Regions from separate parts of the Rattus norvegicus genome. Here regions 1 and 3 are each linked to region 2. A link is a contact called in public Hi-C data. All regions are on one chromosome and are shown on one strand. Each heading gives the region's core, a stretch centred on a gene start, on an enhancer-like site or on the middle of the called end of the contact. The rest is flanking DNA. Distances are from core to core; before and after follow the strand shown.

Region 1 (3,701 bases), core at 549-3,048, 180 kb after region 2:
ATGGCTCACCAGTTAAGAGTGTGTGCTGCTCTTACAGAGGACCCCACTTTGGTTCCCAGCACCCACATAGTTCACTATCATTCCAGGAGAGATCCATGTCTTCTTCTGACCTCCAAGGGCACAGGCATACATGTGGTTCACATACATGCAGGCACTCACTCCCATACATAAAATAAAATTTGAAAAAGTGGATGGATGGAGGGATGGATGGAAGGATGGATAGATGGATGAACGTATGGATGGATATATAGATGGATGGATGGATGGACGGACGGATGGATATATAGATGGATAAATGGATAGATGGATGGATGGATGGATGATACTGGGATGGATGCATGGACAGATGGGACAGACAGATGGATGGATGAATGAATGGGTGGATGGATGGATGGATGGATAGACAGATGGACAGATGATGGATGGACAGATACATGGATGGACAAATGGATGGATGGATGAATGGATGGATGGATGATAATGGGATGGATGCATGGACAGATGGACAGACAGATGGATGGATGGATGGATGCATGGATGGATGATGGATGGATGGATGGATAGACGAATGGACAGATGATGGATGGACAGATACATGGATGGACAAATGGACGGATGGATGGATGGATGGATAGACAGGTGGATGGATAGACAGATGGATAAATAGATGAATGGATGAATGGTCCATTCCTTCTTCCAGTTCTCCCAAAGTCCCTCTCTCAGCCATCATGCTGATGTCAAGGCTTTCTTATGTGGCACCAGGACTCCTTCGTGCAGGGTACACATATATCAGGACACAGCAGCAAACTGCTGGCTCAGCTCAGGACACCTCTCTGGCCAGTATCTCAGCACAGCCCTGTGTGTAGACCTGTTTGGAAAAATCAGGTGTGTGGGTGGGACACAGATTTGGGTCCAGGAAGACAAGGCGGAGAGAGTTAGCAGGTGGCCATAGCTAAACAAGAGAAAGCAGTCCTATGCGGAGTATCCGGAGAAGATTCGTGAAGAGGTGACTTCTCGGTCTTTAAGAATGGGTGTGGGGTTGGGGATTTAGCTCAGCGGAAGAGCGCTTGCCTAGCGAGCGCAAGGCCCTGGGTTCGGTCCCCAGCTCCGAAAAAAAGAAAAAAGAAGAAGAAGAAGAAGAAGAAGAAGAAGAAGAAGAAGAAGAAGAAGAAGAAGAAGAAGAAGAAGAAGAAAAAGAATGGGAGCACCCAAGCTGGAAGAAGAGTGGTCCAAGGAGAGAGAACAACCTAAGCAAAGGCAGGTAGGGTGAAAGGGGTAAATATGTCTGGTAGGAGCCCAGGTAGAGAAAGGGATTTGAAGTATCGTGACTTAGGGAGGCTATGGTACAAATGGGGAATGAGAAAGCAAGAACTGATAGATGCAGATTCAAGCAGAGTTCGGGGCCATGGTCAGGGTCTGGTCTCTCCGACTCCCTGCAAGTCTTAGACCACAGCCACTTTCGGATCCCCTTTTCTCCCTTCCCAGCAGGCATTGGCGAGCCCTAGACTGAGTGGAAGGGGTTATCTGCTGGCTCTTCAGAAATTCAGAGCATTGGGGTGGTCTGTGCTCTTAGTAGCCATCAGTATTTGTAAAGCTGCATAGACCATCACTGACTAGAAAGGAAGAGATGGAGAGGCCCAGGCCCTGTATGCTGCAGTCTGGGCTCTGCTGGTGTGCGTGTGAGGGTGAGGTGCTCAGACACATGCAACTTCTCCTCTGGTCACAGATTCCCTTACTTCCTGCAGCCTGCAATCAGCAGGTCTCTCCCCTCCTCTGCACTTTCCCCAGCTAACCCAAGCCACACAGATCACTGCCAACCAGCCAGCCAGCCAGCCAGCCAGCCGGCTGGCCAGCGGGCGGGTCTTATTTCCCTGGAATGTTGGCATCAAACTCAAGATCGGAAATGAACTCATTATCTGATTATTTTTATTTATGAAAATATAACTGCTCAGGGAGAGGCCTTTCTTGAATAGTTCTCTGAGTGGATGAGTAATCTCTCCCCTTCACAGACACTCATTAAAAGCTTCAAATGCTCAGAGCCCTTTTCATGCACACACATCTATACTCCTATACACATGGACAAGTTACAGAGAGAGAGAGAGAGAGAGAGAGAGAGAGAGAGAGAGAGAAGCTTCATGTTGCGGCAAGAAGCTGTTTTCAGGTGTACAGACATCACACGGAGATGTGGTCTGGCATACAATAGTCTCTTTGAGGTCAAGGACTTTGTGTCGTTTATCCACTGTGGAAACCCCAGTGGTACCTAATAGGCAATTAGTAAATACTTGCAGAATGAATGAACAGATAGCTAAGTAATAGGTGTTTGTATTCACAGAGACATTACTCAGACACACGCTTACAAGCATGCACACCCGCTTCTCTCTCTTCCAGGAACAAAAGCGGAGAACCCCTCACTCCACAGCCTGAAGTCTTCATACCATGAACACAGCTGAAAGCAAGCCATCTAGAATCTTCCAGTAAAGATGTCCACTGTCAGTTGCTCAGAGGTCAAAGCAGTGCTTCCCCTGAGCCACTAAGGCTCCCTACAAGCTCAAAGCCATCTGAGAGTCTCCAAACCTAAGACCAGACGTGTCAGTCTTGCCAAGGAAGCCTAAGGGGGTTAGTGAGGGCAAACGATTTTCCAGGAATGTTCTGTGAGAGCTTCCCACTCTCGCCCATGCTTGGCTGGATCACAGGTCAGTCTTGGCATGAGTCTTAGGCAATACCAGTCCCCCAGGCTCAAGCCTACTCCCCACCCCTCACAGTTATGACCCAGGATATCCACGGCCTATGGCCATCTTTCTGGGAGCAGCCAGGCTGGAGGCGAGGCATGGGAGACAAGCCTACAGAGGGGCTTTCTGGAGGCTCATCTGAGAGCAGAGCCTTGTAGCAATCCCCAGGTGCTCCCCTCTAAAGCTGGCTGAAAGGTCTCTGGATGAGAAGAAGGCTGACTTGAGGTGGCATTCCTGTTGGTCACATGACTTCAAACATGTCAATGGCCCTGGAGCTCCAGCTAGCTTCAGTATCTGGGACAGTTTCATCTTCCTGTCTGGGGTTCCTCCCCTTCCTAGACCCCACTGCTCTCTGACATTCACTGAGGAAAAGAAGGCACAGATCAGTCAGGCCTGGTGGCTTTAACCCAGCCCTAGGGAGGCTGACAAAGTCAGAGCTCTAAATTCAAGGCCAGCCTGATCTACAGAGCGAGTTCCTGGACAGGGCTACACAGAGACAGAAAGACCCTGAAAAAAAATAATAAAAGTAAAATAGAATCCACCTCTCCTCCTGGCATATTTCAAGCCTTGTCTCATGGCCCCTTAGAGAGATGGGGGCACTGCGGGCCTCGTCCTCCAGGTCTTCACATCCATTAGTGCGAAACTGCTACCTGATCTACCAAGAAGCTACACCTAGAGGACACTAAAGACAATGCCAACTTGTTTGGCTAACACCACTCGGTCCCAAAGCTGAGCTAGAGAGACGTATTCTGCTCAACGTGTTCTGTACCCGAAAGAAACGTGTATGTCCACAAGTAGGTGTGCACACGAATGTTTCAATCATGGAGGTTCAAATTGGAGCATCCCAAATGCCTGTGCGCAGTGGGTGGTTAAACCGACTTCGATGTGCTCATGCACTGGAACACTCCACAGTGACTAAAACAACAAAAAGCATCAGGCAGGGAGACTCTCGAAGGCATTATGTTGAAGAAA
Region 2 (4,220 bases), core at 674-3,173:
TGCTGCTGGTTCCTGCCGCTGCTTTTGCTATTGGCTGTTTTGCTGTTTGGGTGGATTGCTGGTCGGAGATATCTTGACAGTGAACACTGGACTTGCCCCTAGACACTCAATGCCCTAATCATCAGGGAGTAGTCTAAAGAGATCTATGCCCCTTTCCCCTTTAAACTTTCTTCTACCAGTGTTGAGGGGTGGAAGGGATTGGGGTGGAGAAGGGGAGTAAATATCAGGATCCAGTATAGTAGCCAGAAGTACAGTTACACGTCCCGTGGAGATCCAGGCCTTCTGAGCAGCCTGCTGACTTACCTCTTCACTCTCGCCAGTATCAGAATCGGCATCCTTGGGGCTGAGCCCTGAACAGGAGCTCACCCCTTCTGTGTGGTGGGCACCAGGTCTAGACCCTGCCTGCCTGAAGCCTCACTGGTGAGCAGACTCTGAGGTTTACCAGGCTCCCTAGGGGCCATTGCTACATGAGGTTGGGGATAGGTGGAAAAGGCAGTGAACAGATTTCAACTCGTGCCTCCTGGAAACCACATCAAATGGTGCAGCTAGGAATTAATAAATAAATTTGGGAGACAAGTCAATTACCCTCCCCCTGTGCCCCTGTCCCCAGGGGCAAACAGCGGCAAGTGGTTCCCAGACTCAGCATGCTGCCTTCCCCAGGGCAGGACAACCACTGCAGCTGGCTTCTGTCAGATTAGCTGAGCAAGATGTGACAGGCCTCTGTCCTCTGGGGAAATCACTCCTTTCCTGGGAGGTGGTGAGGACATTCCCAGGTTGCTCTGTTCCTGCCCTTTCCCCGCACACTCCTGGTTTTACCACTTTATATTGAAAAAAAAAAAACCAAAAAACAAAACTCAGACACTGACTTCTTGTTGCTTTTGAAAACACATATTCACTCTGCAAATGTGGAGCAAAGCCCGTTAGCTATGTGGTAGAGGCTTTGCTGGGTTGGAGAATCTTGGAGACACAGCTCTGCCTGTGAAGAGTTTACCAGTGTGTGTGTGTGTGTGTGTGTGTGTGTGTGTGTGTGTGTGTGCAGGATGTGTGTATCAGGCAATGTGATTCCATATAGTGAATTTTTTTGGACTAAAAAAGTGGGGAGTTCCTAGCTTAGTCTAAAAGGCTCCCCGGAGAGCCCTCTGAGAAGGTGATGTGAAACAAGCTGTTACTTTGACGGGTGGAAAGTGCTGCAAGTTTTACAGAGCTGGGGAATGGAGGTGAAGTGAGAGAGGGGGCTTTGAAGTGATTCAGCTGGAAGGATCCAGATGTGAAAGGGACAGAGTTGGGCTGGGGTGACGAGGGAGGGGAGGAGCTACAGGTACCTGATGACAGGGTTTCAGGGTTTCATCAGAGACAGACAGACAGACATAGAGACAGAAAGACAGACAGACTGAGAGAGAGAGACAGAGAGAGAGAGAGAGACAGACAGAGAGAGAGAGAGAGAGAGAGAGAGAGAGAGAGAGAGAGAGAGAGAGAGAGAGAGAGATGGGATTTAGGTTCCTTTCAGCTTTGTGTACACTGTGCACAGGGTGTTATTTCTACATCAAACAATTCCGTGGAGTCCACCAGACGCAGAGAATAGCAATCTCCTCTCTGTTCAGCATTAGGGAAAATGAGTCCTCCAACCTTTGCTGCCTCTGAATTTTCTCAGCTTGCATCAATTAGACAAGTTCTTTAGATTGATGCTCTCCTCTTGTTTATTGTGCACGAAGATGACTTGGGACATCGAGTCAACTGTGGGTGTTTGGTGTCTGTCGTGGAGGCTGGGGTTCTACAGGGCTCCGCAATGTGCATTTTTAACAAGCTCCATGGGTCAGAGAGCACATTTTGAAAAACACGTTCCCAGAAGCTGATCACGTCCTCCCAGGGAACGTGCTTGTGACTGAGGCTGCCACCAGATGGCAGTACTGCTTCGTGATGCTCTAATTAGACTCCCGGGTTTTCCTTCTTCAACTGGGGGTGGTGGTCGCTGGCCCAGAGACAGACAGTTCTGGGTTTGTTGTTTTGCAAGAATGTGTAGAAATGAGGCTGGGTTGGTGAGGAACGCTCAGCTGCTTGTGGGGTGGGGAGTGGTGCTGAGGCTGGAAGATTGCAAGTTCAAGACCTGCTTGGGCTACAGAGTGAGAAGGTCATCAGGGAGTGCAGGTCAGGGGCACTGCACTCGCTTAGCGCCCACTCAAAGAACAAACAGATAATGAAGATTAAAACAAGTTAGTCATCAAAGCGTAAATTTCAAAAAAGTTTAAATTTCATTTTCAGCCAGCAGAGCTGAGCTTTCCATGCAGAAATCTCCTGTCCTGCGCTCATTCTGATCACCTGAAATCTGCGAGGCTCAACGAGCACATGGACTTAGTTCTTATTGGTATTATTGTTTGGAATGTCCCCGTCTTTATCACGGGATAGAGTCGCTTTTTCATGCCCATTATTAAATGACTGAGGCAGGGATGGGATGTATCCCTTGGGGTCTTTGAGCAGGGTAGTGACAGGGGCACCTCAGCTTTCAAACACAGCTCTTGGTTTATACTTGATTGACATGGTGGTCCTGGTGACCTGGCTTAAATTGGAAACTGGCTGGACAGGGTCCAAAAGTCCATTAAATGATGATCTGAATTAGTGACTTCTAGTGCCAGCTCTAGGGTGTCCTGTTATTCGATGGTGCCCTGTCTGCTGGACTTCCCTAGTGCGGTCACTGAGAAACATCTCCAGCCCCTTTTTGGGGACGGGGTTGCTCTCCGAAAAACTCAGAGTGTATAAATACTATGGTCTCTTTCTTATCCCTAGTCAGCAGCTTTGGCTGATTCTTTCTTTCTTTCTTTTTTTTTTTTTTTTTTTTTTCCGGAGCTGAGGATCGAACCCAGGGCCTTGCGCTTGCTAGGCAAGTGCTCTACCTCTGAGCTAAATCCCCAGCCCCACTTTGGCTGATTCTAAGTGACCATTGTTGGTACCAGGAGAGATGGGGACTCCCGGTGTCCTGCTTTCTCTACATCCTGTTTTCAACTGCATCTCTGTTTTCCTTCCCCTCCCTCCTCTTGCTTCTTCTCCTTTTCTCTCCTTTCTTGTTCTGTGCGCTCTCTCTCTCTCTCTCTCTCTCTCTCTCTCTCTCTCTCTCTCGTTTCCAAGAAGGTCTTGATGTGTAGCCCAGGCTCACTTGCCTTATTCTTAGGCTCCCCTATTTCAGACTCCCAGATTCTGGGGTTACTGGAGAGTACAACACACCTGCCCACGGTGGCTTTTAAAACTAGGGAAAAACAAGACAAGAACAATATAAAAATCTATTATTGTGGGGCTGGGGACTTAGCTCAGTGGTAGAGCGCTTACCTAGGAAGCGCAAGGCCCTGGGTTTGGTCCCCAGCTCTGAAAAAAAGAACCAAAAAAAATCTATTATTGTTATTATTATTATTATTATTATTTATTTTAAAAGAATTATTTATTTTAAGTATATGAGTACACTGTCACTGTCTTCAGACACACCAGAAGAGGGCATCAGATCCCATTACAGATGGTTGTGAGCCACCATGTGGTTGCTGGGATTTGAACTCAGGATCTCTGGAAGAGCAGCCAGTGCTCTTAAATGCTGAGCCATCTCTCCAGCTGGAAATCTCTTATTTTTATTGTCCACCACCATTTCATGTAGAAATTGTATCTTGAGTTAGGTAAATTTGTTGTTTGAATTCATCTCACCAGTTTCTTTTTACTTTTCTAATTGTGACTTCTAGAAAATTTCAAATTGTAGGATATCTTGCATTCTATTCTATAGGCCACACATCGAAATTCATGTTTTAATTGGAAATTAAATGAATAAAGAGCCAAAGTTTGTTGGCCAATGATATATTAGAAGTAAAACAAAACAGAACCCTTCGTTTAAGTGAAAGTCCAAATTCTCATCACATCTTTGGGCAGCAATGTTTTCCCTTGGCTTCTCTCCATTGATGGGGTAACAGCAGCAGCCTACTTGAGCCTATTTAAAGTCACGTAAGACACCGTGTGCGTATGAGGAGCCCCCGCAAACTCTGAGTCGACATGCTGCAATTGGACCGCTGTCAGGGTTACTGATAAGAGCTACATTAGACCAAAGAATGGGTCGACTCACATTCCCTCTGCGCAGGAGGTCCTGGCTTCAGCGACTCTTAGGACTTAATTCCTAGGCAAGGTTCTGAGTCATTCCATATGCTTATGCAATGTAAATTGACAATACGGGATTAAAACAGAGATTTCTCTGG
Region 3 (3,994 bases), core at 1,128-3,627, 130 kb after region 2:
GGTCCATCTCAGAATCAGTCTGTTTTTCTGTAGTCTGAGGAAATGTTTGCTTCTGAGTTTTCCCGGTTGGGCACAACTCAATTATGCTTCAATGGTGAAAGGGTAGGAATGGGGGTGGGGAGCATCATTAGACACAGCCATGCATTTATTTTCTGTTGCTAACTTATAAGACCACACCTCTCTCACATCCCTAGGACCCAGGACTTACTAAGCTGGTGCTCTCAGTCTCTGGCCCTTTCTGTGAGAGTACAGGCATGGGCCACTGCAGAGAGGAAGGACAAGAGGTACCTAACAGCAGTGTCCCCAGAGGCCTTCTTCATGTGGTTCTGGGTAACTTGAATGCCTCTGGTTCCCGAACTCAGGAAGAGAGAACTGTCTACTGGGCTACTCTTACATGATCAAGGCACACAGCTCCTGGAAGGAGTCCAAGTAAGCCAGGGGCAGTGATTCATGTCCTTCTATGGCTCCAGCATTCACAGGCCACCTGGCTAAGGACAGAGCCATGGCCTTCTTCACTCTGTGGGGCTCCTGCAACTGAGCCAGAGACTCGAGCCACATGTAGGGCACTGGGGTATACTTGAGCTGGCTAGGTTTGTTTTGTTTTGTTTTTTGTCAGCTTGACACAAGCCAGGGTCCTCTAGGGAAGGGGGAACTGACCTATAGGCAAACCTGTGGTGTATTTTCTTGATTGATCATTGATGTAGGAGGTCCCAGTCCACTGTGGGTGGTGCCAGTCCTGGACAGATTACCCACCTGTACATATGTACACCAGATAACGCGTATCCTTGGAGACCAGAAGAGGGCATCGGGTCCCCTAGGGCTGGACTTACATATGGCAGCGAGTCAAGAGGCAGATGTTAGGAACCAAACCCCAGTCCTCCATAAGAGCTGCAAATGCTCTTAGTCACTGACCTATCCATCTTTCCAGCTCAAAATGGATTATTCTTTTCCTCTGTGTAAAAGCCCAGAGACAAACAGTTTAGGGCCAAAACAGAAGCAAGGACTCAGGCTGCTTCTGATTGTCTTGCTCCAGTACCGTTCCTTTGCCTGTATTCTCGCATACATGACCCAAGATATGACCTCACATACATGACCTCACACTGGCTTGTAGCCTGTACCATGTAGGAGAAAGAGGCCAGGGGAGCCCGACTCCCTCCTTTTAAAGGCACCATGAGTAAGCTGCACACATTGCTTTGCTCACACCAGAACTTTTACACTCATGGATTGCAGACCCCTAGCTGCAAAGGAATCTGGGAAATGTAGGGTTCTTGGTTTTGGTTTTCGCCAAGAAGACATGTATCCAGAAAAAGAAAAAGGAAAAACCTTTAATTTCTTTTAAATTATAAATATGTGTTAGTGTCTGTGTGTGTCTGTGCTTACAGGTACCCAAGGAGGTCAGAGAGGTCAGAGCTCCTCAAAGGTAGCGTTATACGGGTATTTTGAGCCACCAGATATGGTTGCTAAGAACCAAAGTCCAGTCTTCTGTAAGAGAAGTATGTACTCTTAACCACTAAACCATCTCTCCAGCTCCAGGAAAGACTTTCAATCTATGAGAGAAAAGGCAACATTGTTATGGGGGTCAACCAGCAGCTGTGTCACAGGAGACCCCAAGTGTACAGCAAGGAGATATTCTCACATGTGTCTGACAATGGGTGGGACAAAGACTCGGGGAAAATTACATCAACACATCTCCCTGGCTAGAGAGCCTGGCCCAGATCTGGTCACATAGTTTGAGGGGAGCCTACAAGAAGTCCTTACAAACTCTCTAACCAAACCAGGTGACCAGTGATAACATTTTCTTTCTAGTCATGAAACCACGAGCGTGACCCCGATCTGGGTTACGTGGTTATGTTTCTCTCCCTAGGTTGGGAGGGATGCACAGCCTATCTGCAGAAGAATGGGATGCCAGCCCCTGAGACACGTAAGGAAGATGCAGAAGATGTCCTTGCCAGCCGGCTGGCCTCAGCCTCCTATCCTTCTCCATCCTTGCCCCACTTGAGGATTACTCAAGACGACTTTCCTCCCAAGCCCATTCAAGTTGAATTTTGGCCCTTTTCAGCCTAGAGTCTTGCCTTAGTACTGACAGTGGCATTTCCCCCCTGGAGGAATGAGTGGATTTGTGGGTTGAGAGCACAGCTGACATTGAACACAGGATAAAAGCTTGTGGGTTTCCCCGAGCTGACTCTTCTTGCTGCCGGCTGGCCCCACTGCACCTTCAAGTTACCACAGAGCACACCTTGCAGGGTAGGCTGCTGGGCCTCTCTCCTTTTCCCAGCCAGCCCTGCTTCCTGATCAGCCCCACCCTCAGGCTTGCTCTGGCAGGCCCAGCCTTGAGGAGGGGGCGAGTAGTGGCAACCGTCAACAAGGACTGCATTCTGGGCCGCTGCTGACTGTTATCAGCTAAGCCTGGGCTCTGACTCACCTGCCTCTGTGGGCAGCCTGTGGATGTGGGTGGTGTTTGATTTGCCTCCAGGCTTCCCTTTGCCGGGACCTGTGAGTGGAGGTGGACCCTAAACAGAGGCCCATTGTTCCTTTCCCCTCCAGAGTCAGGCTCTTTCCAGGACTTCCCTGAGCTGTCTTTTGTTGCTCATCCTCCGCCCTCTGGCCCCCAGCCCTCTGGCTTATCCTTAACATTCCCTTCACCAGCAGCCAGGGGTGGTGATTGGTGAAAGAAGGAGATACCCATGGAGTGGACTCCAATGCAATCAGAAGGAAACATCTGAACCCATGACCTTTCCACCTACTGCAGACGTGTGTGTGTGTGTACACGCTCACAAACACGCTTTTTATTTTAAACCATGATGGGTATGGGTCAACCTCTTGGGGCATCTTTTAAATTCAGATTACAGATCTCTGGGCTTTCTTCTTGGCGGTACCGTTCCGGGTCTGTCGCTGTTGCCTCAGAGATCCTCTGGTGGTGTGCTCTGTCTACCTGACAGAAAAGAGCAAGGCGAGAGTCAGAAAATAAAAAAAGGATGATTCCAGCATCTTACGTCTTTGAAGAGCATTTGGACTTTTCCTCCTGAAGGCCGTTCCCATCACTCCCTTCTTCTGAGAAGAAGTCAGCTCTCCTCTGGGCACCATTCTCACAAACAAGTGGACTTTCCTAGACCTATACTATGTTTCCAGTCCTACATGCCACCCTCGCAGTGGTTCATCGTCTCTTTTCTTAGGTAGATACGGGACAGTCCAGTTTGGAAGTGGCTCAAACCGACATTTACAGCCAAGCTGATCACAGACTGAGTGTGTCTTTGCGTGTGCTCATGCGCATGTGCATCATGTAGTCCAGACTGGCCCAGAACTCACTGTATTACCTTGAACTTCCGGTCCTGCTGCCTCCACTTCCTGTATGCCAGAGTCACGGTTACGCACCCCCTCACCACTCACCACGTTCAGTCTCATGCAGTGCTGCGACTCTAATCCAGGGCTTTGTGCACAGTAGGCAAGCACTCTACCAGCCGAGCCCTTGCTCCATCAGCTAAGGAATCTAAAGTGCGTCACACCACGAACACGCTCGACATGTGGCATGTGAGCAGAGGCCCTGGGAAACACGGCCGTACTGCGCAGAATCAGGCCGGCCAAACCAGTATTTGTTTGCTGTCAGTTCCACTTCTAACCTGGAAGAAATTATTTCTGCCTCCGCAAGTGGGGGTGTAGACAGAGAGGAGGGCACCTTCTGATACCGTCACTTCCTCTGTGAAGTTCAACTGCTCCCCCGGCCACACAAACAAAACCTCTAGACCCCGCTGAAGCCCCTTAGAGATCGGCTGTCACAGTACTAACTGCACCTCTCTTGCAGCGAGGCTAACTGGCCCACGACAGGGTTCGTGGCATGATTTTTCTCGTCATCTTATGTCTCCAGTGGTTCACAATGCCTCCTAGAGATGGCTTCGGCTTGACATTAACCACTGAGTAGTCTGCCTCATTTAATCACCCTGCTACAAAATCTCTGAAGAAACAGAGCTGCTGCTCCCACTGAGCCACGTTCAGAATT

The links. A called contact is a pair of places that touch in the nucleus more often than the background predicts.
Region 1: a Hi-C map of Schwann cells shows a contact between it and region 2, with 5 times the contacts expected there. The contact joins two enhancer-like sites. A contact is called at or near these places in 1 of 12 Hi-C or Micro-C datasets (Schwann cells) and 1 of 1 datasets of contacts at active chromatin or transcription factors (oligodendrocytes).
Region 3: a contact with region 2 is called in a Hi-C map of Schwann cells, with 9 times the contacts expected there. The contact joins two enhancer-like sites. A contact is called at or near these places in 4 of 12 Hi-C or Micro-C datasets (the A7r5 cell line, the Rat2 cell line, Schwann cells and 1 more).

What each region holds. Positions count from the first base shown.
Region 1 is chr6:16,357,403-16,361,103 of GRCr8, reverse strand. LOC134479093 (a long non-coding RNA gene) reads left to right here. Exons shown (of 4, transcript XR_010052164.1): 3 at 1-1,261; 4 at 2,389-3,701. Among named protein-coding and RNA genes, the nearest start is that of Zfp36l2, 120 kb to the right of the region's middle. Within about 2 kb of position 1,798, at least 46 of the 93 cell types and tissues checked have an H3K27ac peak or open chromatin away from gene starts, as enhancers often do. A contact at or near this core is called in Schwann cells, where this site is marked.
Region 2 is chr6:16,538,539-16,542,758 of GRCr8, reverse strand. No RefSeq gene overlaps it. Among named protein-coding and RNA genes, the nearest start is that of Trnai-uau2, 42 kb to the left of the region's middle. Within about 2 kb of position 1,923, at least 4 of the 93 cell types and tissues checked have an H3K27ac peak or open chromatin away from gene starts, as enhancers often do. A contact at or near this core is called in Schwann cells, where this site is marked.
Region 3 is chr6:16,410,209-16,414,202 of GRCr8, reverse strand. LOC134479316 (a long non-coding RNA gene) reads right to left here. Exons shown (of 3, transcript XR_010052475.1): 3 at 954-2,932. Among named protein-coding and RNA genes, the nearest start is that of Zfp36l2, 170 kb to the right of the region's middle. Within about 2 kb of position 2,377, at least 11 of the 93 cell types and tissues checked have an H3K27ac peak or open chromatin away from gene starts, as enhancers often do. A contact at or near this core is called in Schwann cells, where this site is marked.